Regions from separate parts of the Mus musculus genome. Here all the other regions are linked to region 4. Evidence: chromatin contacts called from public ChIA-PET, HiChIP or PLAC-seq and promoter capture Hi-C data. All regions are on one chromosome and are shown on one strand. The core of a region is the stretch at or near the end of the contact, and the rest is flanking DNA. Distances in the headings are between cores, read along the strand shown. Region 1 has its middle 28 kb from the start of Cfl2. Region 2 holds the start of Cfl2 (cofilin 2, muscle). Region 3 holds the start of Sptssa (serine palmitoyltransferase, small subunit A). Region 4 holds the start of Nfkbia (nuclear factor of kappa light polypeptide gene enhancer in B cells inhibitor, alpha). Region 5 overlaps Baz1a (bromodomain adjacent to zinc finger domain 1A). Region 6 holds the start of Mbip (MAP3K12 binding inhibitory protein 1).

Region 1 (4,824 bases), core at 681-3,180, 660 kb after region 4:
GATGGTGAAGATAGTTAAATGCAAAGTGACATTTAGTTTCTTTCTGCTCTTTGGCTCTAGACTTACTTATCAATTGCCAGTGCCCACCAAGTAGCTTGTAACCCATCTATAACTAATGGCCTCTTTTAGCTTCTGAGGGCTCCAGGTGTGTACCTGGTGCACACACAGGCAGGAAAATCTCTCATACACACAAAAGAAACTAAAAATAATTTAAAAAGGTAAAAAGCCACCAGTAGAGATGTGACCGGGGATCCCCGCAGTGGGTGACTATCCCCAGAAGAGACACTTGTGCGCATGAGTGAGTCTGAACTCTGGGATGCATCTGGGAACGGAGCAGCTGATCCCGCTGCAGTCCCAGGAAGATCAAGGCGGGCAGGGCTTCCCAGGGGGGAGGAAGGAAGGTTGGACCAGATAATGAGACAGCAACAAACCCTACTCCCAAGCTGCTAGTGGCTTTTCGCTCCCATGTGGAGTAATTCTTAAGATGGAGCTAGAAGAGCTAGGGGCGGAGCTGGAGTCAGATAAACTGGAGGATTGAGCAGAGGTCAGCTGAGGAGCCAAGCCCCGGCCCTCATCACGCCTGAGACAAGCCGCCTTTGAGGAAGACCTGAGCGGGCACTGGAGCTGGGAGCCAGGGGCAGGGATTCAAGAATCTTCATCAGGAAGAGAAGGGGCCCACGAAGAGACAAGCTGGGAGTAACGCCAATTCAGTCAGGGTGGTAGGGAACAAGTGGAAAGAATCTGTGTCCGTGTCAAAATGGAACCGCTAAGTTAGCCAACTCCGAAAGCAACACATGGCCACTCGCAGGAAGCTTGCGGTATAGAATACATTTCTGTACATATTAAAAACTAGGGAGCTGGAGTGATTAAAAATATGTACTACTCTTGCAGAGGACCAGAGTTCTGTCCTTATCACCCATAGCCAGCACCTATAACTCCATCTCCAGATGATCTGACTCCCATGGTCACCAAGACTCACATGTATACACCTCCCTATACACGTAATTCAAACTAATACTTCAAAAAAAAAAAAAAAAAAAAAAAAAAGACAGCCGGGCGTGGTGGTGCACACCTTTAATCTCAGCACTTGGGAGGCAGAGGCAGGCAGATTTTTTCTGAGTTCGAGGCCAGCCTGGTCTACAGAGTGAGTTTCAGGACAGTCAGGGCTATACAGGGAAACCCTGTCTCGAAAAAAAAAAAAAAAAAAAAAAAAAAGAAATTCCATGAGCACATTTGCTCAGCAGAGCAGATAAGAGTGCTTGCCTCCAACCCTCATGGCCTGAGTTTGACCCCTGGAACCCATATGATAAAAGGCAGGACTGACTGGCACAAGTTGTCTTCTGACTTCCACACATGTGCCATGACACATGCATACCCGCAAACATGAACACAAATAAACATAAGAAAACATGTTGCTGTTCAGTCAATGAACATGTTGCTGAACAAATGACCACAGCACATCCACTCAATTTATCAACTTTAATCAGGTTGGGAAGCATTGAATGAAATCAACTGTGGCGGTGCAGGTCGAGAGTTTAAAGTCATCCTTTGGTTACATCATGCGTTCGAGTTCAGCCTGGGCTACATGAGATCCTATCTCAAAACCAAACAAGCAACAGCAAAAGCCAGACCCTTCACTGTGTGGGGGCTGTAGTTCAAGCTTAGAGGCAGCATGAGCATAAGAAGTGTGTGAGCGTCACTGCCATGTTCTCTGCAGTGAGCTCTTCTCCTCAGAGAAGTGACTCATCATGGCGAGATTATCACTGCTAAGAAACCAACCCCCAGCACTGCATTTCGCCTCCAATTAATTATGAAAACAGTCTTGCTACAGTTACGGAAAAGGGAGACGTGTGCTTCCCCCGTAGGTTAAGGGGAGAGCTGTTCACTGGCAACGTTTCCTGTAAAGAAGAATTGACCGCTCCTGCTCCCCAAGGGCGGGGCTTTCCAGTGGGGGCGGGGCGGAGGCTTGAACAGCTGCACATTTCCAACATAGTATTCCCTACATGGTGTCAAGTGACTGGGAACAGGGTTTCAGCCACTCAGGATGACTTAGTCAGCCCCTTAGTCATCAGCTGCTTAGAGGCAACAATGAGAAGCTTGTGTTTGTGTTTCTGTGTGGGGTACAAGGGACAAAGAACAGCAAATACCCACACACTGCAGTGCTGATCCTAGCTTTCCTCTCAAAAGCATCCTTAATCGTATATATATCAAAGATAAAATCTTTTTAAACTTCAAATCTTATTTAATAATGAATTCTTTCAAAACAAATTATACAAGACAGAGTAGCTGACTGGGGGTGGGTTTTGCCACCATTGTCTTTTTTTTTTTAACATGCCATAGAATCTATTTTGACCATAATATCCCTCCCCTAACTTGTCCCCCCCATTCAGTTTTATGTTCTTTCTATTTATATATAGAAAGAACATAATATATATACATATATAATCATATATAATTTCTTAAATATATATAACAGTTTGAGTGTGCATATGTAGTTGAAAATAGAATATATACTGCAGTGTAGCTGTACATTATTTCCAAATAGTTGTCTAGAAATTCCCTTTTCCCCTTCCTTACTAAAAAGGTTACACATGAATAATAACCAGAAAATATTTCTAACTTACAGAAGTGTACACAGCCAATCTTCCATCACTACCCTTGTTCAGTCTCCCTCTCCTAGCCCCCTGCCCCTATAGAAGATGCAAATCCAACATTACCATCTCACTGGCTTTTGCACAAAAGGCAGATTCCAAGAGGAAAAGTCAGGAGTCACTAAGCATGAATCCCACTGTGGACACACCCCTGGGGAGCGCTAAGGAAAATCGTGGCCAAGTGTCTGAATATAGATCAGGCCAGTTCCAGGGAGATGATACGAGAGCCAGTCATCTCTGGGATTGCTTCTCCCTGCCCGTGCCTCTAACTAGCTGCTCTCCCTCAGACAGCTCTAGTCTCCCAGCCGTGAGTAGACACCATCACAGAGCTGTGAAATGAGACCAGGTGTGCAGAACACCAGCAAGTCACACCGGGAGGAACCCAGTGGTTAGTAGCTTCCCGTCCTCCTCCATGTGGACTTGGGTACATCAGAAGCACATACTGACTTATTTTTAACGAAGTTCTATTTCTGGATGTTTGCAGGGAAAGTGATAATCCCATGCACACCCTGTTATAGAAGGTAAAGGGGTGTGCCTGTGCCCCCACCGTGCTGCTCAGGCTATGACAGTGGAACACAAGTAGTAGTGTAGAGTTAACTAGAGGAACGGAGAAACCAACAGATGTATGCAGGAGTTCAGTTCAGAAGAGTATTTAGGATTTAGAAACCCTGTTAACGCCAGGCGTGGTGGCGCATGCCTTTAATCCCAGCACTCAGGAGGCAGAGGCAGGCGGATTTCTGAGTTCAAGGCCAGCCTGGTCTACAAAGTGAGTTCCAGGACAGCCAGGGCTACACAGAGAAACACTGTCTTGAAAAACAACCCCTGTTAACTGTGCTTATGTTATAGCTTGGAAACCTGTACAGTTAACTAACTGATTCAAAGAACACACTAAATGCCTTAGGGATGCTCCACTCCTCGGGAGAATTGCATTAAAAAAAAAAAAAAAAACTAGATTGAGGGAGCTGGAGAGATGGCTCAGTGGTTAAGAGCACTGACTGCTCTTCTGAAGGTCCTGAGTTCAAATCCCAGCAACCACATGATGGCTCACAATCATCCATAACAAGATCTGATGCCCTCTTCTGGTGTGTCTGAAGACAGCTACAGAAGACTCATATATAATGAATAAATAAATCTTAAAAAAAAAAACAAAACAAAGAACAACTAGACTGAGGGCTGGAGCCATGGCTCAGCTGTTAAGAGCAGTGACTGCTCTTCCAAAGGCCCTGAGTTCAATTCCCAGTAACCATATGGTGGCTCTCAACCATCTGTAATAGGATCTGATGCCCTATTCTGGTGTGTCTGAAGACAGCTACAGTAGTGTACTCATATAAATATAATAAATAAATCTTTTTAAAAAAATAGATTGTTGCTGGGCAGTGGTGGCACACACCTCTAATTCTATTACTCAGGAAGTAGAGGCAGGTGAATCTCTGAGTTTAAGAGTTCAAGACCAGGGCTGGTGAGATGGCTCAGCGGGTAAGAGCACTGACTGCCCTTCAGAAGGTCATGAGTTCAAATCCCAGCAACCACATGGTGGCTCACAACCACCCATAATGAGATCTGACCCCTCTTCTGGTGTGTTTGAAGACAGCTACAGTGTACTTATGTATAATAATAAATAAATCTTAAAAAAAAAAGTTCAAGACCAGCCTGGTCTATAGAGTAAGTTCCAGGACACCAGGGCTATTATATAGAAAAAAAAAATGCCTGTCTTTAAAAAATTAAAATAAATAAATGAAATGAAAATTTGACTTTTTTGAGACAGGGTTTCATTATGTAGCCTTGGTAGTCTCAGAAGCTCTGGGAACCTCTAAACCTCAGAAATCCCACTCTAGTGCATCTGAGAGCTGGGGTTAAAGGTGTGTGCTACCACATCTTTTTAGATAGCAGTTTTAGGTTGGTGGCAGTTCTGGGCTGTAGGAGCAAAGACACCTCATATACCCACTACCCCCACACAGCAACACCCCACAACAGTCAGAGACAGTGTTTCATTTTGTGGGCCTACACAGATGTGTCCCTGTCACAGCACCACAACTCACTTTACAGTTCATCTTTAGTATGGCAATTGTAGGTTGGACAAGTGTGTTCATACCAGTGTATGTAATAGAAAGCCCTTAGGTGGAGGTCAAGACCAGACCTCGCCTTAAAGATAGATAGATAGATAGATAGATAG
Region 2 (5,049 bases), core at 839-3,338, 630 kb after region 4:
GGTACTGGTTAGTTCATAATGTTGTTCCACCTATAGGGTTGCAGATCCCTTTAGCTCCTTGGGTATTTTCTCTAGCTCCTCCATTGGGGGTCCTGTGATCCATCCAATAGCTGACTGTGAGCATCCACTTATGTGTTTGCTAGGCCCTGGCGTAGTCTCACTAGAGACAGCTATATCAGGGTCCTATCCGCACAATCTTGCTAGTGTATGCAATGGTGTCAGCGTTTGGAGGCTGATTATGGGATGGATCCCTGGATATGGCAGTCTCTAGATGGTCCATCCTTTTGTCTCAGCTCCAATTTTTTTGTTTTTGTTTGTTTGTTTGTTTTTTTTTTTTGAGTGAATTCCTGTATAGCCCTGGCTGTCGTGGAACTCACTCTGTAGACCAGGCTGGCCTCGAACTCAGAAATCCGCCTGCCTCTGCCTCCCCAGTGCTGGGATTAAAGGCATGCGCCACCACTGCCCGGCAATTTTTTTTTTATTTTACTATTTATTTTTTTACTTATTCACTTTACATTCTGCTCATTGCCCACCTCCAAGTCACCCCCTCCCACAATCCTTTCTCCATGCTCAAGAAGCACTCACTCTTAAGAACAAACTAGGGCTGGAGAGATGGCTCAGTAGTTAAGAACACTGACTGCTCTTCCAAAGGTCCTGAGTTTAAATCCCAGCAACTACAAGGTGGCTCACAACCACCTATAAGGATATCTGATGCCCTCTTCTGGTGTGTCTGAAGTCAGCTACAGTGTACTTATGTATAATAATAAATCTGTGGGCCTGAGAAAGTAGAGTGGACCGGAGCACCCACAACAGGCAGCTCAGGCAGCTCACAATGGTCTGCCACTCTTGCAACTCTAGCTCCAGTGATCAAACATCTTCTGGCTACTAAGGGCACCCACACACACATAGCAGACCTTCACACAGATACACCTACATGTACACTGAGTAAAAACAAAAGGATTTTTTACATTTATTTTTTATGTGTGTGCACATGTGCAGGTGTTTGTGAAGGTTAGGAGAGGGAGTCAGGGTCCATGGAGCTGAGCTCACAGGTGACGACTGCCTGTGTGCTGCCTGACATGGGGATAGGGTACCACCAAGCTCGATGACTTAAGTTTAATTCCCAGGGCCCACACGGTAGAGGAGAAATGACTCCCACAGCACACCTATTCACACACACACACACACACACACACACACACACACACACACTCTCTCTCTCTCTCTCTCACACACACACACACACACACACACGATTTCAACACAATTACCAAATCAAATGTGTCAGGCCCTTTTCTCTCCACATATAAACATTTATTTTTCTAGTAATCTCAATACATCCCATTTACAGGGGAAAAGAAACGTAACTTGAGCAGTTTCTGGTTTTACTTGGATTATAATTCTGTCCAAGGTATCTCCAGAGACTTTTTGTGACCTCACCCTCTTCTTGCAGAATTCCAGGTATAAGCCAACATTCCTGCTTCTCATTCTGCCTTTGCTTAGTACTTCAATCACTAAGGTAATATTTATAGTGTTCGTTCTCCTTTTAGTAATAAGAGGGGTCTAAACCCAGGGAGGTGGTGCTTGCCTGTAATCCCAACACCTGCAGGATGGAGGCGGGATCCGTTCAAGGTCATCTGCAGTTACTTCATGAATCAAGAGACCCGCAAAAGACTCCAAACGAGATCCTGTCTCAATTCAAACACACAAAGAAGAATAAGATCTTAACGATTCATTCAAAGTCGGGGCTTTCCAAAGGGGTCCCGAAAGGTTACAATCCGGACCCTTTCCGTGGAAAGCGCAAGTGAATGAAGCAAAGAGCTCTCTACCCGACCACCACACCCCGTTTCCTCACGTCACAACCCCCCAGAGCAGCGCCAGGAGCCCGCGAACCGCTCGAGCGTTGAACCCGGATTGGTCGCTACGACCATCCCTGTCAGCATCGGGGCTCCCGCCGCCGCTGCGCGTGGTTCTGCTAGCGGTTCTGGAGCTCCGGGGTCAGGCGGAGGACAGCGGCGGGGGCGGGGCCTGACCACGTGACCGCCCCCGCCCCGCCCGCCCTGCGGCCCTCCAGCCCGCCGCCCGCCCGCCCGGCTGCAGCTCCCGGCGTGCCCTGCACTCTCTGCTGCCCGCCGCCGACCCCTCCTTCTTCTCGTCCCAGTGCCACCGAGCCGGAGTCCGAGCCACCGCCGCCGCAGCCACTTCAGCCGCGGGCACTATGGTAAGGTGGGCGCGCCGGCGGGGGAATGCTGGGCGCGGCGCGGATCCCCGCGCGGCCGCCATCTTAACCCTGCCTGGGCCTGTGCGGTGGGCGCTTCGGCGCTGCGGGCCGAGGGCTCGAGGCCCTGCGGCCGCTCCGAGTCCCGAGGCGGGAGGGCCCGGCGCAGGCCCGGCGCGAGAGGGTCGCTCCTTGGGCCAGGGCCCCCGCGTGTTGCTCTGCCCTGCGCGGCTTAAGGTTTTTAACTCGCGCGCTGTAAGGTTGGTACGTGGCCAGCAGCCTCTGGGTGAGGGTCTAGGAGGCCGGCCATAACGCCGTTCCGAGGAGATTGAACAGGTAGAAACCTATTTTAAAACGCTTTTCTCGCCGTAGGGAGCCTTTTCACGGGATCTGTTAGTTTCAAAGCGGCTGCCAATGGGCGGTGGGGCGTAATCGCTGTAGCCGCAGCGGGTTGGAGTTTACACTTGATTCTCTTTCCTTATGTGGAAGCAGCCGTGGCTAAGACGGCTTTAAAGAAAGAAAAAAAAAATAGTAGAAGCGTTAACTGAAATCCTGGAGTGTTTTTTTTTAAGGCCTGCAGAGTTGACACAATACAGAAGGTATTTTTGCTGCTGCTCCTGAAGCTCTGACATCACCCAGTGAAATAGGAAACATTTCAGGCATGGCTCAACTGTATTTGTCCCTTCCCACCTCCCGTTAGCGGTTCTCTCCGTACTCCTTTAAGAAGGATGAATGAGCAGTATGAGTTAGACATTTTACCCGTATCTTCTTCTGATATTTAAAATTGACAGACCTAATAGGACTGCTTACGTTGTTTGGTGCAGTTTTTTAATACTCTGGCCAGACTGAAGTCTATGATTTTGGTTAAAACCGAAATCCTTATTCTAAATTCCCACCCTTTGTTTGTTTTCAGGCATCTGGAGTTACAGTGAATGATGAAGTCATCAAAGTTTTTAATGATATGAAAGTAAGAAAATCTTCTACACAGGAGGAGATCAAAAAAAGAAAGAAAGCAGTTCTCTTCTGTTTGAGCGATGACAAAAGACAAATAATTGTAGAGGAAGCCAAGCAGATCTTGGTGGGTGACATTGGTGACACTGTAGAGGACCCCTACACATCTTTTGTGAAGTTGTTGCCTCTGAATGATTGCCGATATGCTTTGTACGATGCCACGTACGAAACAAAAGAGTCTAAGAAAGAAGACCTAGTATTTATATTCTGGTGTGTAAAAACAAAAGAAAAAAAGTACTTCTAAAAGTGCAAGGATTATTATTATCAGAGTCAGTTTTTGCCTTTGTTTTTCTTTTGAAATTCAACATTTTCTCCCCCGTAGGGCTCCTGAAAGTGCACCGTTAAAAAGCAAGATGATTTATGCTAGCTCTAAAGATGCCATTAAAAAGAAATTTACAGGTACCAACATCGACTGTTCTGTACAAAAAAAAAAAATTTTTTTTTTTACTCTTTCTTAGTTATAAGGTTAATGAGGTGTGTTTTTCTTTTCCGTTTTAGGTATTAAACATGAGTGGCAAGTAAATGGCTTGGACGATATTAAGGACCGCTCGACGCTGGGAGAGAAACTGGGGGGCAGTGTTGTAGTTTCCCTTGAAGGAAAGCCACTATAAAATAATAGCCAAGTGCCATTTGATCTTAAGGGGCTTACACGTATCTCTCCAGCTCAGTCCACTGGAATTGTATTAGGTTTTGTTTTTTTTTGTTTATTCCCTTTTCACTGGTCCCGTTCGTGAATGAGTGAATATAAGAAGCCTGTCAGTATTGCCATGAGACTGTTTCATATGGTTACTTTTCTGTATTCCCAAGGAATGCCTTCCTGTCTTATTTTAGCCAAAACAAACTGGTTCCATGCCTTCCTTGCAGTGAACGTTACAATGGATGTGGTTGTCAATGTGAATAGCTTAGAGTACTACAAAGGGTAAGCTAACTGAATGCCTTGAAAATATTATCCACTGGTCGGTCATATGGGAGACTTGTTTCAGTATTATTTATAGTTGCACTTGATTACCGTTCTCTGAGGCACTGGAGCCTTCATACACCTCACCTGCCTTGGCAAGCCTATTTTTGTGACCTGGCAGCACAGATTTAACACTATTCGTTAAAAGCACTTTTTTTTTAATGCGTTTAATCCCTTATAAAGAATGCCAATTAAGTTTTATTACCTGTCATCAATTTATCCTAGTATCTCAGTGTTCATTCTTCTTGCCTTCATATTTTTTTCAAAGAAACAGCTGTGCTAATGTCTTTGGTTTCCCGATGAGTGTACACTACTGTATAATTTATGTTTACCATATGAGTCTTGAAACACTACAGATATTTTGAATATCAGTCATGATGGCAATTTCTGTATAAAAGAGCCTTAAATGGAACATTGTTTTGAGATCAAACTCCCTACCCTCACAAAAGTGGCCACGTTGCAATAAAAATTGTGGCAGATTACAGAATGTTGCCTTGTTTTCCTTGGAAATTTTGCAAATTGTTATGTGAAATTTTAGGGTAACGGTGATTAAGCTCTGCACTGGTATTTGGAATTTTTTTTCCTTTAATCTTTGGTTTAAAAACATCTTAAAATCACTTATATACAATCATTAAAAGAGTGGTAATTTTATAAATGCTTATTTATGTTATAAAATGGAGATCAGAAAAAAATTCTTTTTGCACTTTGGCCTATCCAGTATCTTATTTATTCTCTAGATAAGCTAGGATATTAATCCAGAGTTACATTACTGAGAATTGAGTAGTATAAGTAGGATGTTTTTATTACTTGGTCATAATGAAAATAATTTGTAAAATGTCATTCGAAGGTTAATGATGATTGT
Region 3 (4,874 bases), core at 964-3,463, 840 kb after region 4:
CTTGGGAGGCAGAGGCAGGCGGATTTCTGAGTTTGAGCCCAGCCTGGTCTACAGAGTGAGTTCCAGGACAGCCAGGGCTACAGAGAAACCCTGTCTTGAAAAACCAAAAAAAAAAAAAAAAAGAGCCTTTGCTTTAGTCACAGTCCCTGTAAACCATGTTTTCTCTGACCAAGCCTGAATATCATCGTAGTTATTTAAAGCCAGTTTAGCTAGAAGCCTGCTTAACAAACAACAGTAATAGATTGCTTCCTTGGGCGTTTGCCCTCCCCAGCCATGTTTTTTTTTTTTTTTTTTTTTTTTTTAACCAGATTTACAGTATCAGAATTCTCTCTTGTGGAGCAGGCCTAAAATCTTGTTAGAAAGCAGTTGATTCCCCCCTAACAGTCAGGCCATTATTGTACCAGTGAACTTGTCTTGCCTGGCAGCTTAGTATTGTAGCTCACAAGTGGGTGGGACCACTGAAAAATTGTCTCCCTCAGCAGTTTATATCTTTTGGCACAATGAAAGGTAGTCAGCAGCCAGGGAAGGGTGGTGCACACCTTTAATTCTGGCACTCTGTGAGTCTGAGGTTAGCCTGGTTGAGACTGATTAAGCTGGTGTCCAGAGCAAGTTCTAGGACAACCAAGGCCACACAAAGAAACCCTGTCTGGAAGGGGGCCGTGGGGAGGAGATATCTAGCAAGAAGGAAACTTCCAGCTCAGATCCAGCTTGGTTTCTGAGCTTACTTCTTACCATCATGTGTCTGAAAGATGAGTCCAGGCTCGGTGTGGTTGGTGCATACCTGTAATCGTAGCTCGAAGGAGTCTGAGAAAGGTGAATTACTTTGAGATCGAGGCCAGCCTATACTACATAGTGAGGTCCTGTATATTGGTTAAGTTATTTTTGTTTTTGTTTTTCATTTCCACAAAAAACTAGAATCACTTGGGAAGAGGGAACCTTAGCTGAGGAACATGAGATTGGTCTATGGTGGGCGTGTCCTCCCTACTGTGGGCAGTGCCATTGCTAGGCAAGTGGGGTCTGGGCCGTTTAAGAAAGCAAGTTGAGCAAGCCAGAAAGAGCATGCTCCTAAGCAGTATTCCTCTGTGGTTTCTGCTTCAATCTCCTGCCTGGAGTTCCTGGCTTGGCTTCCCTCCGTGATGTTCTGTAACCTACAAGACGAAATAAAATAAAATAAAATGACTAGGCACCTTGTGAAAGCAGATCTCAAGTCTATTGTTGTTTGTAAGGTCTTTGCTCGTAAGGAGCATAAGGAATTTAAGTTAATACCTGTCAACCTGGAAAGGTTTTAAAGCTTAAAGCAGCAGGTTTGAAACTTTTAGACATGTGAGTTGCAGGCTACTTAATTATGTCATTTCACAAGCACACAGTGCATGGGCTTTAGAGGAGTGGAATACAGCCGGTACTGCTGCAGGTCATAGGAGTGAATCTTTAGGAGACAGATCACATGCTGACCTCAAGCTGTCTTTAGAACCCACTAGATCAAGTGCACTTCTCTTGATTGTGACCTACATGGTTGTTTTCTAAGTGTAGTCATAGAAATATTGGCAACTGTCTATGGCCAATTCTTTTGTCTTTAGGTTAGGGAATACTAGTGCGTGTGTGTGTGTGTGTGTTGTGTGTGTGTGTACTCGCGCGCGCATCCTAGATAGGTCTGTTTTCACGCATGTGCTCGGAGGAAGGGAAGAGCTGATGAACATATTACTTCTACAGTTTTCAACATCTTCTTGGCTGGGTGTCATTTGGCATCCACATTCTCTTTGACCCCCGCATTCCCTCTTGCACAAGGCACTGTTTATTTGCATGCCCGACTCTTTAGTAGCATTCTCACCCAGCCCTATCATCTCTTGGCCCAGAAGGGATTCATGAGGTAGGAGAGAGATTACATACACTGGTTTCTAAAGGAATCCTTCTGGGCTGGTCTGAAGGATCCGGCCTCTTAAGGGCACCATCTCGCATGGACACCAGTGGGGACTGAAGCCGGTCTTGCAACCGCCATGCGTGCGCGTGGAGATGCAGAACTAGCACTTAAACCCAGACCGTTTCCCAGGGCTGGGGAGCTCGCTCCGGGCGAGGCGCGGGGCGGGACAGGAGCACACGAAGTGGCCGCTTGGCCAATAAGCGCAAGCCAGGAGGAGCCGGCGGTGGCCGCTCGGGTGCGCGCGGGGTTGGGCGTACACGGTGACGCGCAGGCTCGGCAGGACCAATGGGCGCAGGGTGGTGGCGGGCGGGCCCCAAGGCCTGGGGCTTTAGGAGGTGAGCGGGCCGCGGGCCCGCCTGACGCTGCTACACCGCGGGAGGCGCATGGCGGGCATGGCGCTGGCGCGAGCATGGAAGCAGATGTCCTGGTTCTACTACCAGTACCTGCTGGTCACTGCGCTCTACATGCTGGAGCCCTGGGAGCGAACCGTGTTCAGTATCCTGTGTGTCCTGGCCTGGCTGGGGCGTGGAGGGGTGCGCGCGCCGGGTTGGAAGGGGGTGGGGGGGTGTCTTGGGGTCAAGGGAGGTGGAACCGCGGAGATCCGGGTCTTGTACGCAATTCCCCTGCCCAAGGTGGAGGCATCCTGATTTCTGCAAGCAGTCGGGAGGGCGACGTCTCCCCTGGTGCTTCCTTGTCCCGCTTCGGCCGCGCCTGCTTTTGATCCTTCAGTATTCTTTGAGGCAGGGTTGCTGCAAATCGCTCCGGGCTTGGGCGTCTTTAACCCTTAGCTATTCCTGATTTGGAGCGATAGAACTCTAACCAGTTCACCAGGTTGTGAGTACGTGGTCTTGACACTCCCACACAGTTTTGGAAAGCAGTTTGTAAGTTACTGAAAGGCCTTTTGGGCTTCAAAATGGCAGTTTTAAAAGTGTGTTATATTTATGACTTCTTTGCATCATAGGTACAAGCTGTGCCCAGAAAAGACTTTGCTGGGGTTTCAAACTGTGCTTTGTTGTTTAGTTTATCACCGGTTAAGAATTGTTGAGTGATGACTTTGCTGAGCACTTTGTGTGTATGTTATCTTGCCTAATTTTAACAGCTCCAGCGAATAGCTCAAGGTTGTGAAGCCTGATGTTTGTTTTCGCCCAATGTCTATGCCGCTATCCTCTGATTTCCGTGTCGACGAAATACTAGCAATTCATTCTTTTAACGCTCCACTTCTCCTTTCCTTAATATAAAAAGAATATACCACATCACATGCTTATTTCATCCGCTCAGCTTCTTGTGGTTTAGCTTTGTTAGGAACAACTTCACAAACGCGTTCCTAGGACTGAGGTAGAGCTTCTTTGCAAGCTTTTTCAAGGGTGCTGGTGTGGAAATAGCATGAGGTTATTTGGAGCTGACTCTTGAAAAATTTTAGCGTCTTGCAAGACTATTACTGTGAGCAATTATTTCCTAACCTAAAGTTTAATAACCAGAATGTATATTTGGGGCTCCGGATTAAGAAAGCCTGATTTTCCGAATCGTTTATTTGTAGCTTCAGTTTGCTCTTTGGATTTTGTAGGTCAGATAACATCTATATTTAAATTTATGCCTAATTGGAACTTTTCAATAGTAGCAGGTAATCTTTTGATTAATTCATTAATTAATTCAAAACACGGTTTCTCTGTGTACCCCTGGATGTCCTGGAACTCATTCTGTAGACCAGGCTGGGTAGCAGTTAATCTTGACTGATAATTATCTTACTACAATTAATGTTGACAAAGCCCCATTAAATAATAATAATGAAAGCCAGCTGTGATGGTTCATGACTGATTACCATGCTCAGAGAGCTGATTCAAGAGGAATGCTGGGAGTTCAAGGCTGCCTGAGGTACATAATACATAGCTACTACCAGGCAAGCCAGGGTTACATAGCAAAACTCAAAGGAAAAGGAAGCCAGGCAGGCAGGCAAAGAAACAGTGTTGGGGTGAAGTGAAACTCTTTAGGTTAGGGTAACAGTAGAACTCAGTTTAGACCTGTAAGCTTTGAAACATTTGTTGGCATGTGGATAAATGCTACAGTGGCAACAGTGTTAAGATTTCTCTGGCTATATTGTAATAGAAATACTGACCCGGGGCCAGATGGCAGTGGCTCACATCTCTAAACCCAGCACTCTGGCAGCAGAAGCACACCGATCTCTGAGTTTGAGGACAGCTTGGTCTACAGAAAGAGTTCCAGGACAACCAAGGCTACACAGAGAAACCCTGTTTCCAAGGGGGGGGGGGGAATTTTTGTTTGAAAAAGTGCCTTTTTCTGTTCTTCTGTTCAAATAGTTGTGGGCATGGCTAGGTGTGGTGGTGCATGCTTGCCTGTAATTCTAGTACTTGGGGAGGTAGCTTCAGGAGCATCAGCAGTTAAAGGCTAGCTTCAGCTACATGTAGGTTTGAGGGCAGCGTTGGCTTCATGAAACCCTGTTCCTCAGAAAACACAGAACCAAACCAAGCCACCCCCACCAAAGGTGCTGATAGAATTACTGTTTCCTTTTGGAGACAGGGCTTGGTGCTGTGCCAGATGTCTGTTATCTGAATGAAAACATTACCCAGGTTAGTTATTATGCCGTTGTTTGCTGTGTTAGAGGTTCTTTGTGTCCCCGGGAAATGTACAGTTATGAGATTGAGGAAGAGGAGAGAGAGTGAGGCGGGGAATGGCAAGACCTAGTAGCCCAGGGAAAGATCTCTGATGGTCTTAATAACTCTCTTAGCTTCCTGGGAGATTGTCTCCTCAGCTCCCAGTTCCTAAGCTTTGGTTTGTTTTGCACTACCTTTGAATTGAGAATGTTAGAATACAGGGCTGGTAAGATGGCTCAGGGGTTAAGAGCACTGACTGCTCTCTCCCAGGGGTCCTGAGTTCAATTCCCAGCAACCACATGGTGGCTCACAACCAACTGTAATGGGATCTGGTGCCCTCTTCTGGT
Region 4 (4,436 bases), core at 1,879-4,378:
TCCCCAGCCCTGAGCTCACAAACACCAAGACAGGGCTAGGCACAGTGTCGGACGATTGCAATCCTAGCACTCAGGAGGTCAAGGCTGGCTGTGACCCAATGGTGAGACCTTGTCTCCAAAACAGTGATGTAAAGCTTTGACAGTTTAAAAGTGTTAAGCTTAGATAAATGTTTGACAATGAGGAGAAAACTGAAGCATGGAAGGATCCACAAGTTCACTTGCCGCCTCCAAGAAGCCAGACCCTTTCATTGTTGGACATCTTCCTTCTTGTCTGTCCACACACAATCCTGCTGAGCTGTGGTGTTGTTGACTTAAGCTATATGGAGCCGTGCATGGAAAGAAAGCCTGTTGGCTCACTTTAGTAAGTCAACAGTGTTCCTGAGCTGCAGGTAAACAGAAGGTAACTCCTAGGGAATTCCCAGGGAGGGCCAAGTCAGCCGGCCTCAGCACCGCCCAGATTTTTTCAAAGGGTTCTGTGACAGCCCAGAAATGCTTGAGCCTGACTCCTGCCACTAGGTGTCACACTAAACAATACCGAAGTTGATGCCAAGGCCTGAAGCTGTCGGGACAGCCCAAGGAGGCATAAATATACATACTCCTTCATTTTATACCTGCAGCCCCAAGTCACCTTCTGCAGTATCCTTTATAGATGGGGCTTTGAGTCCATACTGTGGCTTTTTTTTTTACAAACTTTAACTTCATATATATATATTCATTACAATAGGGTACATTGCTTAAATTTTATATTACTTAATTTTTTATGTATATGAATGTTTCGCCTGCATGTATGTATGTGTTCCACCCTCATGCTTGGTGCCTGGCGGTGCTGAATCTCCCGGGACTGGAGTTGCAGGACACCACGTAGGTGCTGGGAATCAAACTCAGGTTTTCTGGAATAGCAGCTAGTGCTGTTAACTGCTGAGCCATTCCTTCAGCCCTGCTCTGCAGTTTTAAAGAACTATCTCCAGATGAGAAACTACCTATCCTCTGCTTTATCTCCCAAGCGGAAGACAGATTTGGGGGCTGGGGAGCTGTTCAAGACTGGGTCTTATGTTGCCCATATTGACCTCAAACTAGGCTAAATACTTTTAGTGTATTCCAAATTATACTACATTTTGGTCTCATTTTTGCAAGGTGTTTCCAAGGGTTAACATATACTTTACCAAAATGATTAATATATTGTAGTAGAAATTAGACGAACTGACATTAGGGGGCCTGGGTACATCTCTAAGTATTTTGTTTTCTTCTTTAGGAAAATGGGAACCGCACCTAGCTTACAATATTACTTCTGAGAACTAACCATAATGCATACGAAGCTGGGTTCCTCCAAAAATTTATACTGTGATATTTCCAAAAGTCCACACTCATACTTCCAAGCAGAGACGTGTATTTCTAGACAAATGATGCCCATCTGATATCACAAAGTACCTTAAATATTCCAGGACTGACGTGCAATTCCAGCTCTCAGGGGGAAGCTGAGGCAGAGGTCCTACTAACAGTTCAATGTCAACAGGGACAACACAGTGAAATCCAGACCAGCCGGGCCTACAACGTAAACCCTGTCTCAAACCACCCCACCAGCACAGATCCAATCTTATTATTATAAAAGCAAGTATACCATAAAAAAAAAAGGTTAAGTGACTTCTCCAACTAATGTATTTAATGAAAGGCAGAGCGTGGAATTGAGATGTCCTGCTCATGATCAATCTCACTATGTCCCACTCAATTACACTTGCAGATCCAACTTGCCACTGAGAGGAAAAGGAGAATTCGCTGAGGAAGTTTTAACTTTAACCTGGCCCTTACTGTCTGGAGGCTTTTTGGTTTTTCCTGGATTTTGAATCTTTTCCCTCAGTGTCTTCACATGCATACTCAGGGGGAGGCGCTGGAATTCCAAAGAGAGGAAAGCTGACATAAGGCTCATTAAGAAAAAGATCATTCACATCTCACCAGAAATCTATGCAGAACTAGAGAGGCCTCCTGGATCTGGTCTGACAAACTCTGATCCACGTTGCTTTAATTTTCCCTAAGTAGGGGTGGGGTGGAAGTAACATTTGTACTTTTGCCGGTTAAACTAGAGGCTCACAGGCCCAAATCCCTTTCTTGGGGGAGCAGCTACCCATAATGCCGCGGTCCCTTGGGAGCAAGGAAGCTGATAGAAGCAGCAGGTTTCAGATGGGGTCTGTGTTAGGACTATCTTGAGCCTCCTGCAGGATACCTCACAGTTACTTTTTTAGCTATGTTTGAGAGGCCAGCCTTGGCTAGGGCACTAAGTCAATTGCTCTGCTAGGCATTCACAATAAGCTCCGGCTTCATTCTCTGCAACAAGTTAACTCCGACAGCAAGAACGCAACAGTTGCGGTTGCAAGGAAACTACAACTTCTACTAAGATTAACAGCTTGCATTACTTGGGGAAAAATGTGGTTCCCATACGGAGCTAGGATTTGCCCCTCCCCCGGGGGGGGGGGCAAGATTATTGACCCCTAGGAAATAATCTAGGGGTTCTCCAAGCTCTTGGTTTTTGTTGGTGGTGGTGGTGGTTTTGTTTGTTTTAATGCCAAAGTTTTTACAGCTTCATGGAGTAGGAGTGAAGGACAGCCAAATGTCCCTGCATTGCAAAGGGCCTGGAACAGACAAAACACAGCCGGCCCCGGAACCACTCATATGTCCGTCGTCGCAGAAATTTAGGAGAAGCGAATCCCTGCACCTAGCCAGCGTTTCCACTCTTGGGTTTTCAAAAAGATCAAAAACCGGAAAAGACCTGCAAACTGGCAAATCGCTAAGAGGAACAGCCTAGCAGGTCTGCGTCCTTGGAAGCTGCGCAGCTTGGGACCCCAAACCAAAATCGCCCGGTGGGAAACCCCAGGGAAAGAAGGGTTCTTGCAGAGGGCTGGGGTTACTGAGTGCAGGCTGCAGGGAAGTACCTAGAGGGAGGGGGCCTGGTCGGGAGGACTTTCCAGCCACTCAGGGCTCATCAAAAAGTTCCCTGTGCATGACCCCAGTGGCTCATCGCAGGGAGTTTCTCCGATGAACCCCGGCCCTGGGTTTAGGCTTCTCAGTGGAGGACGAGCCAGTTCTTTTTCTAGTCTGACTGGCTTGGAAATTCCCCGCGCCTGACCCCGCCCCTGAGAAATCCCCTGCCAGCGTTTATAGGGCGCCGCGGCGGCGCTGCCGAGCCCACAACAGTCAGACCTCGCCAGCCAGCCGCCAGCAGCCTGCAGCCTGCACCCGCTCAGCCCCGCACAGCCATGTTTCAGCCAGCTGGGCACGGCCAGGACTGGGCCATGGAGGGCCCGCGGGATGGCCTCAAGAAGGAGCGCTTGGTGGACGATCGCCACGACAGCGGCCTGGACTCCATGAAGGACGAGGAGTACGAGCAAATGGTGAAGGAGCTGCGGGAGATCCGCCTGCAGCCGCAGGAGGCGCCGCTGGCCGCCGAGCCCTGGAAGCAGCAGCTCACGGAGGACGGAGACTCGTAAGTGGCGCCGGGCACCGGTGGGGGTCGCGCGGGGCCTGCAGCGCGCTCGGGGTTCTGCACGGCGAGGGCGCCGGGGTTGCGGGGCGCCGGGGCTGCGGCGGGCCGCCTGTCTTCCCCCCTCCCCCTCCTCCCCTGTCCCCGGACCCGGAGTCGCCGAGCGCAGGCCGGGGGGGGCGGGGCGGCAGCGGCGGCGAGGACGCAAAGTCCCGGCCTGGCAGCGGTGGCGCGCAGCCGCCGGGCGCCGCGCGGCCGCGAGGGGAAGTACAGGGCGTTCCGGGCGGCGGAGGGCGGGCCGGTCTGGCCGGCGCCCGCCCGGAGGGGGTGGGGCACGGAAAGTCCCTGGGCGGCTGCCAGGAACACTCAGCTCATAATAACCTCGCGGAAAACACCGCGGCCGCGGCCTCCAGAAACCCCGGCCTTGCGCAATCCCCCCTCCAACCCCACCTCCAGCCCGCGCCTCCCCCCCCCCCACGCAGTGTGCTCACCACCCCTCGGGGGGTTTCCCTGTCATCCCTCAGGTTCCTGCACTTGGCAATCATCCACGAAGAGAAGCCGCTGACCATGGAAGTCATTGGTCAGGTGAAGGGAGACCTGGCCTTCCTCAACTTCCAGAACAACCTGCAGCAGGTGCGCTGCTTGCTTGCCCCGCGGGTGCCCTCTTTGACCCCTTGGTGGAGTCAGATGTAGCACGGTCGCCCCCAAAGCGTTTCTAAATTAATAGTCACTTAGTTCTTATCTGCCTTGGCCTTTTGCATTCAAATCAGCCAACGTCTTAGAACCAGAAGAAAAATCCCTTGGGTTTAGTGAGGTCTTTATGACCCACCTAGGGCCTCCTGTTTGCCTGATCTCCTAAGAGACAAATGGGAGGATCAGATTCCATAGCGGGAGGTGTCTGGGGTTCAGGAAACTCAAGACTATGGGTTTGCTCCATGGCTTATCCCTTTCTGTTTCCTCTTCC
Region 5 (4,377 bases), core at 1,232-3,731, 540 kb after region 4:
AAGTATTTGTCCTTTTGTAGCTTATCACACTGACTGTTTCCAGGCTCCATTCATATTTAGAATGTATTATAATATCATTTTTTTAATGTCAGGATATTCTCTTGTGTTTATATAACCACATTTTGTTTATTATCTATCTGTCAGTGGACTTTTTGGTTGATTCCATGCTTTGTCTACTGGAAACACTGGTGTTCAAGTATCTAAATTCTTTTTTCAATTTTTAATTTTTTAAGTGGAGTTGGTAGTTTCTATGATCATTCTGTGTTTGACTTTGTGGGGACATAGAAATGCTGTTTTCTATACCATCTGCTGTAGAAGTTTGGTCTTGCTTCTTCCTCTCAGCCCCATGCTCCCAGAAATAAGACTCACACTCAAAAATATATTTACAAATACATTGGCCATATAGCTAGGTTCTTCTCTGACTAGATCATAACTTATTATAACCCATTTACTCATCTACATTCTGCCACGTGCCTGATTACCTGTGCTCTGGTACCATGGGTCCATCTTGTCACTTCTTCCTGGGTGAATCTCCCGAGCCTGGCACTATCCCAGAATCCTTTCTGCCTCCCAGGTGTCTCATCTCTACTTCCTGCCTAAGCCATAGACCATCAGAATTATTACTGGCAGGTGCCACATCCATACAGATAGATATAAATATTCTCTCCACAGTCTGCATCAGTTCTTATCTCTCTACAGCCTTACCAGTACTCGTTAAATGTAAAATTTTGCTTTTGAGAGACATGCCACCTCACTGGATATGGTCTGTTACTTGCTGTGGTTTTGATTCTGTGCTTTACAGATGAGAAGAGCATCTTTTTATGCTCTTTGCCATTTATAGCTTTGAGAAGTGTCTACTCAGACCTACTAATTTTTTAAAAGTTCATTTTTCTTTCAGTTGTAAGAACTCTTCATGTATTTATTCTATCTCAGGTTTTCTAGAATGAGTTAGGAAGTATTTTCTATCCTTCAACCATTTAAAAGACTCACTTTTATGTTTTTTGCGTGACTGCTGAATGTGTGTGTGGGCACTCTATGTGTGCATGGGCAGTGGTATTGGAAGCCGAAATGTGGACCCGGGAACTGAGCCTTAGTCCTCTGCAGGAGCAGCAACTGCCCTTAAATATTGAGATGGCTCAGTGATTATGATTTTGAATTTTTAAAAGAATTATGTGTGCATATCTGGGTGAGCGTGTGTGCACATGGATTAGATGCCTGAGGTGTTGGATCTCCTTAGAGCAGGAAATACAGGCAGCTGTGAGCCTCCTGATGTGGGTGCTGGGATTGCAATCAGGTCCTCTGCCAGAGCAGTGAATGCTCTTAACTGCTGACCTCTCCAGCCCTTTAAAAAGATTGATTGATTGATTTTAGATTTATAGTTATTATTTTAAATTCCATATGTGCATGTGGGTTTGTGTACATGAATTCGGGTGTCAGTAGAGGACAGAGATGTCAGATTCCACTGGAGCTTGAGTTACAGGCACCTGTGAGCCCGCTGATGTCAGTGCTAGGAACTGAACTCAGGTCTACCGTAAGAGCAGTGTGCACTGTTAACCTGTGAGCCAGCTTCTTCCTCCCCGCCATATATAATAATCCCCCCCAGGAGAAGAGCTGGCAAATGAATAGTCCTGTGAATTCAGATACACTCACTCACACACACACCCCATCCCATGCACAGCCTTGTTCATTGAACGAGATATGCAAATGAATAGCACAGTCTCTAACATTTTAACATGAACCTTCCATTTTCTTCAGAGAACAGGGAATTGGCTCATTGCTAGAGATGTATATGTCTATTCTTACCGGGACTCCCCTTGATTGTCTGAGAGCTGCACACGAATGTGGATGAGATCCCACCAGCGCTGGCTCTTGCTGTTGCCCACGGATCTGCAGATGATCTGCAAACGTGGGGACACAGAGCTCCTCCCGGTCCCTGCAGAGGGTCTGAGGAGCAACACTGAAACCTGAGTCTGCAAGGTCAGGGCCTCGTGCTCGAGCTGTCAGGCTCCACATCAGACCCGATGGGTATCCAGGGTGACTCGAGAGCCCTGTTCAAACCTCTTCAATGTGTAAAAGCAAAGCAATGATGGGAAAAGGAACCAACTCAGAACCGTGTGCACTGAGGACTCTCTGCATGGCCTTTCTCTAGGCATCTAGGCTCTTGTTATTTATTTTTCATTTATTTTATGAGTGTTTTGCCTACATTTCTATCTGTGCACCATTTTACAGATGGTTGTGACCTGTGAGTGCTAGGAACTGAACCCCAATCCTTTAGAAGAACAGCAAGGGCTCTTAACCACTGACCCATCTCTCTAGTCCCAACTGTCAGTGTTTTAGTAGCTTGGATATATATTTTACTTTTCATAAAACTAGCCTATCTGAGATGTTACATTGTTAAATGTGCCTTTAAGACATACTGCTGTACAACCATCACCCAGTCTAATTTTAGAAAACTTTCAACACCCAGAAGGAAACCTGTGTGAGGTCGCAATCAGTACCGGTTTCCACTACCCCACTTCCACCCCTACTCCCACCCCCACCCCACCCCTAGCTTCCTGGCATCCACTCATCTGGTTCCTTTCTCTGTGAGTTTTCTTGTTCTAGAAACTAATATAAACTCTTATATTTTGTTTTATTTGGTGCCTGGCCTTTTCATTTAGCATAATGTTTTCAAGATTCATCTATATTATATGAATCATGTCCAGTTCCTTTTGAGACAGATTATCTGTATATAGCTCATGCTGCCATTAAACTCACCCTTCTTGTGCTTCAGCTTTCCTAGAGATGCGATCATGGGCACGAGCCTCGATGTTCACATTGTGCGTGTGTGTGTGTGTGTGTGTGTGTGTGTGTGTGTGTGTGTGTGTGTGTATGTGTGCGCACATATGGGGTCAGTGGACAGCTCCCAGGAATAGATTCTTTCCTTATGCCATGGGGATACAAGGTTGAATTCAGAAAGGGGAAGAAATTTTATCCAATGTAGACATCTGGCCACCTGAGAAATGGTTTGTCTTTTTTAATGTGTGTGTGGTGTGTGTGGTTTGTATGTGTAGATTGATTTCAATACTAGAAGTGAAGTTGGAGCTCGAGGGATTATGAAAAAAGCAAGTGACAATTTTTTTTCTGTCACTGAAAGTTGACACAATAGTAGTGGGATTAAGTAGTATTTTAATTAGTAAAGGAGTCAGAAATTGGTCCCATACAATCCAGAAGTTCTGTGCAGAGTAAAAGGAAGCCAAACTAGGACTGGGAATGTGTCTTATAGTACAATACATGTGAGATGAACCCCAGCATTCTAAAATAACAATTATAATAATAGGTTTTTTGTTTGGGGGTTTGTTATTGTTTTGTTTTAATTAAGGGAATGCCAGAATGGTGGTTACAGAATTAGGGAATAGAAAAAATTTCCAGATATTAAAAAGAAAATCTCCAGATTTATGATAAAAAATAAAAATTTGGTCAAGAGACTTACAGAATTTAAGATATTGACTTTTGAAGAACTATAGGACTCATTCTGGGTGATGACATATACAAATACTTGATTTTTCTTTCATTTTAAAATTTTTTTGATTTTTTTTGACACAGGGCTTCTCTATGTAGCCCTGGCTCTCTTAAGACAATGTTTACCGTGCTGGCCACAAAGTCACAGAGATCTGCCTGCCTCTGCCCCCAAGAGCTGGGGTTAAAGACATATGCCATCACCCCCCCTGGTTGATATTTAATTTTTTTTCTTTTTTTTTTTTTTTTTTTGGTTTTTTCGAGACAGGGTTTCTCTGTGTAGCTCTGGCTGTCCTGGAACTCACTCTGTAGACCAGGCTGGCCTCGAACTCAGAAATCCACCTGCCTCTGCCTCCCAAGTGCTGGGATTAAAGGCGTGTGCCACCACGCCCAGCTTTAATTTTTTTTCTAAGCAGTTACTTTAGTTAAGAGTATAATTGACTGGGTTTGGTGGCACATTGCATGTGCCCAAGTACTCCAGACACTGAAACAGAAGAATCAAAAGTTTGAGGCTAGCCTCATATATATATTGAAATTGTCTCAAATACAATTCCTAAAAGACAACTTAGCCCCACTAGATTTAAAAAGATAAATAATTGTATTAATCACAGTTCTCCAGATAGAAAATATATTTGTGGATGGTGGAGAGAGAAGAAGATGTAAGAGAATTGGCTTGTAGGTTCTGAAAGCATAGTTCTCACACTTGGCTATCTGAGAAGTGGGTTACCAGGGCTGGGAGCAGAGCGTTGCAGTTTGTATCTGAAGGCAGAATCAGGGGGCTGAGGGTGCGGTTGTCACTCTGAAGCTGAAGGCCTACTTGCCCGAGAACAGTGGGAAGGGTGCTGCAGGACCTGAGCCCAGAGATCTCGGAGCTTTCTT
Region 6 (4,874 bases), core at 809-3,308, 850 kb before region 4:
AACAAAAACAATGGAACAACAACAAGAAGAAATCAAGTAAGACTTGGAATTTGGGGCTGGAGAAAGATCTCAGTGGTTAAGAATGCAACTGTTCGTTTTTGCAGAGGGCCAGAGTTTGATTTTAGGCTCCAGTGCTGGGCAGCTCACATCCCATGCCTCTGGCTTCCTTGGGTAATTGTGCATGAGCAGGAGTACTTGCAGTCACCACAAAGAAAACAGCGTGCAGCACCTTAATCATTCCCAAATGTGTGATAAAAAGTCTTCTACTTAGTTTTTTAAAAAAAATCTGATTTCATTACTTGGTACAGAACAAGGACTCTTAGACTCCACATTACAATTGTCACCCATTAACCAGAAACTCAGAGACAAAGTGTGTTAACATTGCGATGAATCGTGAACTTCTATTACAGATATGAGTGACTTGAATGAGAGGGTGCTTGAATCTTGTGAAGATTGTATTGTCAAACCTAAGTTTACATCTTTCTGCTAACAAGGAAACAGACCAGCTTTCTCAAGATCCTGTTAAGTCTGATAATACCAGAAGTCTCTGGATATAAGTGAGTAAAAGGCTCCTTAGACAGGTAAAAGGAGTTCTTTCATTTTTACTCTCCTTATCCTAGTGTCCCTTAATTCCTTATTTCTTCCTTTATTCAGTCTGCTCTCTAAGGATAGACTACCCATTAACTTCATACTTCCACTTCCTGTATGTTAAATGCACTCAACTATCATGAAGAAGAGTTTTAAATCGTTTGTTTGCTTGCTTGCTTGCCTGCTTGCTTTTCGAGCTTTGGTTTCTTTGTGTAGCCCTTGCTGTCCTGGAACTCACTTTGTAGACCAGGCTGGCCTCATAAGGGATTTACCTGCCTCTACCTCCCTAGTGCTTTGGGATTAAAGGCCTGAGCCACTGCCGCCAGAGTTTTAATTCTTTTGTCCTTTATCTTTTAAGCTTGTTTTAAAAATTTAATAGAGCCAGGCATGGTGGAGCATGCCTTTAATCCCAGCATCCGGGAGGCAGAGGCAGGCAGATTTCTGAGTTTGAGGCCAGCTTGGTCTACAGAGTGAGTTCCAGGACAGCCAGGGTTATACAGAGAAACCCTGTCTCAAAGGAAAAAAAAATTAATAGAACTCTACATTATAAAATTATAACTTTTTTCGCTAAAATAAAGCTATCTAATAATACCCAACAAGAGTCGATTTAGTTTTATATCCTAATTTTAAAGAGTGTGGTTACATGGAATAAATTGGTCTTTTCTTTCTTTCTTTCCTTCTTTCTTTCTTTCTTTCTTTCTTTCTTTCTTTCTTTCTTTCTTTCTTTCTTTCTTTCTTCCTTTTCTTTCTTGTTGTTTTGTTTTGAGGCAGGGTTTCTCTGTGTAGCCCTGGCTGTCCTGGAACTCACTCTGTAGACAAGGCTGGCCTCGAAATCCGCCTGCCTCTGCCTCCCAAGTGCTAGGATTAAAGGCGTGCGCCACCACTGCCCGGCTGGTTTATATTTCTATTGGATTTATATTGAAACAATTTTAAGGTCAAGTGTCCAGTGATTGCACTGAGAACCCGTTGCATGTCAGAACTTTGACATAAACTATTTTGCAGGTGTAGTCATCAATGTCGTTCTATGGTAGGAAAAAGAAGCATAATGTAGCCCTTGTGTTCTTTTTAAATTCCTCATATCAAACAGTCTTATAGAGATGAAAATGTTCTATCCAGTAACGATCATCCTGGGTCAAGTTTCTAGTAATTAGAAAATTGTAAAGCACTGCTCCATCACTAACCCGCAATCTTTTTCCAAGACAACTCGACTGTTAACATTTTAAATTTTAATAGCGGGACTCAAATTCTAACACTTAAGAGTAAGGCTCTGCCAACATTCACAGGGAGCATCTAAGAGCCAAGTAGGTTTCTAAACCAAGGTGGACCACAGAAAACACCACCAGACAGAAGGTCCAGCTTCACATACACAAGTTCCCTCGGAGCACAGCTATCCTTGCTCTTGATTGGTCTTCCTGTGTGTCTGTCACACACAGAGGGTGGGGCCTATCCTCAAGCTCTAAGTGAGACGCTCTAGTTTTACGTCATCTCAGTGCGACGAAGTCCGCGAGGGAGGGGTGGGGTGAGCGCTGTTCGCGGTGGTTGGGGGGCTGCTTTGAAGGTGTCATGGCTGCTGCTGCGGAGCTTAGTTCCTCAAGCGGCAGCGAGAGGAGCCTGGAGCAATGCTCCAGCCCCCTCCTCACCCGCGAGGTCCTCTGCGAAGTCTTTCGCTCCTTGCACACCCTGACAAGACAGGTAAGTGGGGGTGCGGCGGGGAAGGGGTGGGTGGGGAGGGAGAGCATCCCGGTCCTTGTCCCCTTAGTTCTCTCGGAGGCGGGGGTCGCGGAGCCCCGCTGGCACGGTGTGTGCCGCTGGTGTGCCGTGGCCGGGCTGTGACACCCGGAAGACCCTGGGCCCAGCTCCTGGGACCGGGAGATGCCAGCGGCACGCTTGATGGCCAAGGTCTGGAGAAAACTGGGGTCCTGGCGACGAAAGCTTGCCCAAAAGATGCCTAAAAGGTGATGAGGGTGAAGGAGGTTCCTGGCGATCACGGTCCTTTTGCCTCCAGTGTATTTATCGCAGAAACTCACTGGTTAATATGGCCTGAAACTTTTCCTAGCGCCATCCCCACTCCTTGGGGGGTGATTTACTCTGGGGTTTTTTGTTTATTTGTTTGTTTTTCTGTTTTTTGTTTCTCTTGCCATTTATTGCATCTCTTACTCTTTTAAACGGGGAGGGATATATAAGGATTTCCACAATTTCATTTGTAGTATACCTAAATTTTAGTGTGAATTGTTGGATGAGTTATGTGTGGCCACTTCTAACTACATTACGACTGTCGTGTAGCTTAGCTAATTGCTCTTTACAGAAAATGTCACAGTAAACCTGGATTTTAAAAACTAGGTTACACTTTACTAGATAGTCGTGATGTAAATGAGGCAATGTTTAAATAAGGAACAAAAGTATGTTTGCCTGCTTTTAGAAGAGTTTTGTGTCAAACATGTTTCCTAATTTGTTTGGGGACTGGTTATAGTGCTTGAAATGGACACAGCACACATTTATGTCAAGGGCAGTGGTACCACCAGTGAGAATAGGACATTTACCTGATTTGTGAGGATTATTTTTAAAATCCTTAGTTGGAAAACCTTAGTAAGTTTATTCTGACTGGCAAACTACTTGAGTTGTACATTCTGTTTGGTGTTACTGGACTTCGAAAAGTTAAAAAAAATTAAACTCAGTTGCTTGATAAGCAATTAGGAAAAAAATTCTTACAAAGTCTTAAGCACTTTCCTTATTAATATTTCAGTAGTAACATCTCAGATCTTTAAATAGTTTAAAAGTTAGAGAACTTTTTGGCGTGGATTTGGAACTTAAAGATTTATTCATTTATATTTCTAATGTCAAGATGAGAAAAATCTTCTCAAATATTATGCTTAGAAATTGCAAAATAATTTACATTGATAAATTATTTGAATTATAAAATATCTAAATTTTGCATACTGAGTTTTTTAATTATATAAATTTATCTCAAAGGTTCAAATGGAAAAATGATTAAACTTAACTTATGCCACTTGCCAAAAATGTGTAGAGAAAATGAAGTTTTTGTAACAGTAAAGGGTCCTTTAACAAGTGTCAAATATAAGATTTTTTAAAAAATTAATTAAATGCTATTTTAGTAATATGTATTTTGAGATGCGTGATTAAGGATGAAAGCCATCCACACTTATAAAGTTGCCCCTGCGGAATGTGTCCTTTCGCAACAAATTAAAGGGACTTTTAAGATGTAAATTGTAATATGTCTAAGTTCACCTTAAATATCATTGAATTATTAGCGCTTTTCGATAGAAAGTGTAAAACTGAATTGTTAAAAAGCATTTTTCCTTCAAATGCAACTAATGTGTTTCTACTGAACATACATGACTGAGTAGTCAGTGTTAATAGTGTGTTAATAGAAAAATTTGAACGCCTGATTACTGTCCCAAGGATTATGGGATAAAAATTCATAGAATCCATATGTTACTGGGGAATTTGCTGAATGAATAATTGGATTATTTGGGGGCCATTTTTAAGTTAATTTGTCACCTTACTGTTTGGTTTCCATAAAAGATCAAGTGTCTCCAGTTGCCTTTGAAAGCTTCCATACTGACATGAGAATATGATCCAAATATTAAGATTTCTTTCCTATAATTATTTTCTCTAGAAAGGGTGATGCTTTGCTTTGGTTTAAGGTTTGCCTGCTTATTCCCCAAACATAAATCTGCCAAGAGCTCTATAGTTGACTGTGGCAAGAATAATGAACTGTAAAAATAAAAAAACAAGACATGAATTGTCCATGGAACCAAAGAGATCTCAGGTTCCTATGTTAAGCACTCTACTGTATAAATAGTGGATACAGAAACCTACTGCCTAAGACCAGGGGCATCTAAGTCCACATTTGGCAAACATAAAGAAATATGAAATTTTACATAGGCTATACTGACATAGGTAAACTTACACTAAGTTAAGATTTGACGATAAGATTACTAAGATAACTGCATTTATTATTGAATATGAAAGTAATCCATCAGCACATGTCTTGGTTTTTTATTCTTACAGCTCTTTAAATTTGTATTTGAGCTCATGAAACATGCATCTTTACTTTGTAGAAAATATGACATAATTTTTAATAAATTATTATTGCAAAATAAGTACAATTGACTTGTTTCCACTTGAATTGTGTCTAGCAAAGTTTATAGTGATTCCCTTATACTCAGTCAAATGTACAGGTGGAAGCTTCTCCCTCTAAAGTTTTGACTGATTTTGATATTAATTTTATATTCTTGGTAGTGTTCTGGATATACTTTTGTTCT

What was found. Promoter capture Hi-C pulls out the DNA fragments that hold promoters and counts their contacts. ChIA-PET counts read pairs in DNA pulled down with a chosen protein or histone mark. HiChIP or PLAC-seq counts read pairs in DNA pulled down with a chosen protein or histone mark.
Region 1: a contact with region 4 is called in an H3K4me3 HiChIP or PLAC-seq map of stem cell-derived neural progenitor cells, with 6 times the contacts expected there. The contact joins the enhancer-like site here to the promoter of Nfkbia in region 4. A contact is called at or near these places in 19 of 39 promoter capture datasets (the 3T3-L1 cell line, 3T3-L1-derived adipocytes, the C10 cell line and 11 more), 1 of 15 datasets of contacts at CTCF or cohesin (embryonic stem cells), 11 of 484 Hi-C or Micro-C datasets (the G1E-ER4 cell line, the N1E-115 cell line, cranial neural crest and 4 more), 7 of 115 datasets of contacts at active chromatin or transcription factors (bone marrow-derived dendritic cells, bone marrow-derived macrophages, embryonic basal ganglia and 3 more) and 1 of 9 other capture datasets (embryonic stem cells).
Region 2: an H3K4me3 HiChIP or PLAC-seq map of stem cell-derived neural progenitor cells shows a contact between it and region 4, with 5 times the contacts expected there. The contact joins the promoter of Cfl2 here to the promoter of Nfkbia in region 4. A contact is called at or near these places in 9 of 39 promoter capture datasets (the C10 cell line, the HPC-7 cell line, cranial neural crest and 5 more), 6 of 484 Hi-C or Micro-C datasets (CD8 T cells, the G1E-ER4 cell line, cardiomyocytes and 2 more), 12 of 115 datasets of contacts at active chromatin or transcription factors (astrocytes, embryonic basal ganglia, embryonic limb bud and 6 more) and 1 of 9 other capture datasets (liver).
Region 3: an RNA polymerase II ChIA-PET map of memory CD8 T cells shows a contact between it and region 4, with 15 read pairs. The contact joins the promoter of Sptssa here to the promoter of Nfkbia in region 4. A contact is called at or near these places in 3 of 39 promoter capture datasets (hematopoietic stem and progenitor cells, liver and pre-B cells), 1 of 115 datasets of contacts at active chromatin or transcription factors (memory CD8 T cells) and 1 of 9 other capture datasets (adipose tissue).
Region 5: an RNA polymerase II ChIA-PET map of memory CD8 T cells shows a contact between it and region 4, with 10 read pairs. The contact joins the enhancer-like site here to the promoter of Nfkbia in region 4. A contact is called at or near these places in 4 of 39 promoter capture datasets (the C10 cell line, cranial neural crest, embryonic stem cells and 1 more), 2 of 484 Hi-C or Micro-C datasets (B cells and embryonic stem cells), 1 of 115 datasets of contacts at active chromatin or transcription factors (memory CD8 T cells) and 1 of 9 other capture datasets (liver).
Region 6: a contact with region 4 is called in a promoter capture Hi-C map of pre-B cells, with 3 times the contacts expected there. The contact joins the promoter of Mbip here to the promoter of Nfkbia in region 4. A contact is called at or near these places in 3 of 39 promoter capture datasets (liver, maxillary cranial neural crest and pre-B cells) and 1 of 115 datasets of contacts at active chromatin or transcription factors (extraembryonic endoderm stem cells).

What each region holds. Positions count from the first base shown.
Region 1 is chr12:54,832,232-54,837,055 of GRCm38.p6, reverse strand. No RefSeq gene overlaps it. Among named protein-coding and RNA genes, the nearest start is that of Cfl2, 28 kb to the left of the region's middle. Within about 2 kb of position 1,930, at least 263 of the 459 cell types and tissues checked have an H3K27ac peak or open chromatin away from gene starts, as enhancers often do. A contact at or near this core is called in the G1E-ER4 cell line, the HPC-7 cell line, the N1E-115 cell line and 7 more, where this site is marked.
Region 2 is chr12:54,859,916-54,864,964 of GRCm38.p6, reverse strand. It overlaps Cfl2 (cofilin 2, muscle), which reads left to right and starts at 2,088. Exons shown (of 4, transcript NM_007688.2): 1 at 2,088-2,221; 2 at 3,132-3,439; 3 at 3,552-3,628; 4 at 3,728-5,049. The coding sequence starts at 2,219. The coding sequence ends at 3,840.
Region 3 is chr12:54,653,911-54,658,784 of GRCm38.p6, reverse strand. It overlaps Sptssa (serine palmitoyltransferase, small subunit A), which reads left to right and starts at 2,213. Exons shown (of 2, transcript NM_134054.2): 1 at 2,213-2,413. The coding sequence starts at 2,302. Gm40884 (a long non-coding RNA gene) reads right to left here and starts at 40. Exons shown (of 3, transcript XR_872765.2): 1 at 1-40.
Region 4 is chr12:55,491,339-55,495,774 of GRCm38.p6, reverse strand. Nfkbia (nuclear factor of kappa light polypeptide gene enhancer in B cells inhibitor, alpha) reads left to right here and starts at 3,128. Exons shown (of 6, transcript NM_010907.2): 1 at 3,128-3,475; 2 at 3,997-4,105. The coding sequence starts at 3,249. Gm36634 (a long non-coding RNA gene) reads right to left here and starts at 2,480. Exons shown (of 3, transcript XR_381610.3): 1 at 1,429-2,480.
Region 5 is chr12:54,955,280-54,959,656 of GRCm38.p6, reverse strand. The region is part of intron 3 of Baz1a (bromodomain adjacent to zinc finger domain 1A); the gene reads left to right. Among named protein-coding and RNA genes, the nearest start is that of Gm51983, 14 kb to the left of the region's middle. Within about 2 kb of position 2,481, at least 26 of the 459 cell types and tissues checked have an H3K27ac peak or open chromatin away from gene starts, as enhancers often do. A contact at or near this core is called in memory CD8 T cells, where this site is marked.
Region 6 is chr12:56,343,078-56,347,951 of GRCm38.p6, reverse strand. Mbip (MAP3K12 binding inhibitory protein 1) reads left to right here and starts at 2,058. Exons shown (of 9, transcript NM_145442.2): 1 at 2,058-2,280. The coding sequence starts at 2,152.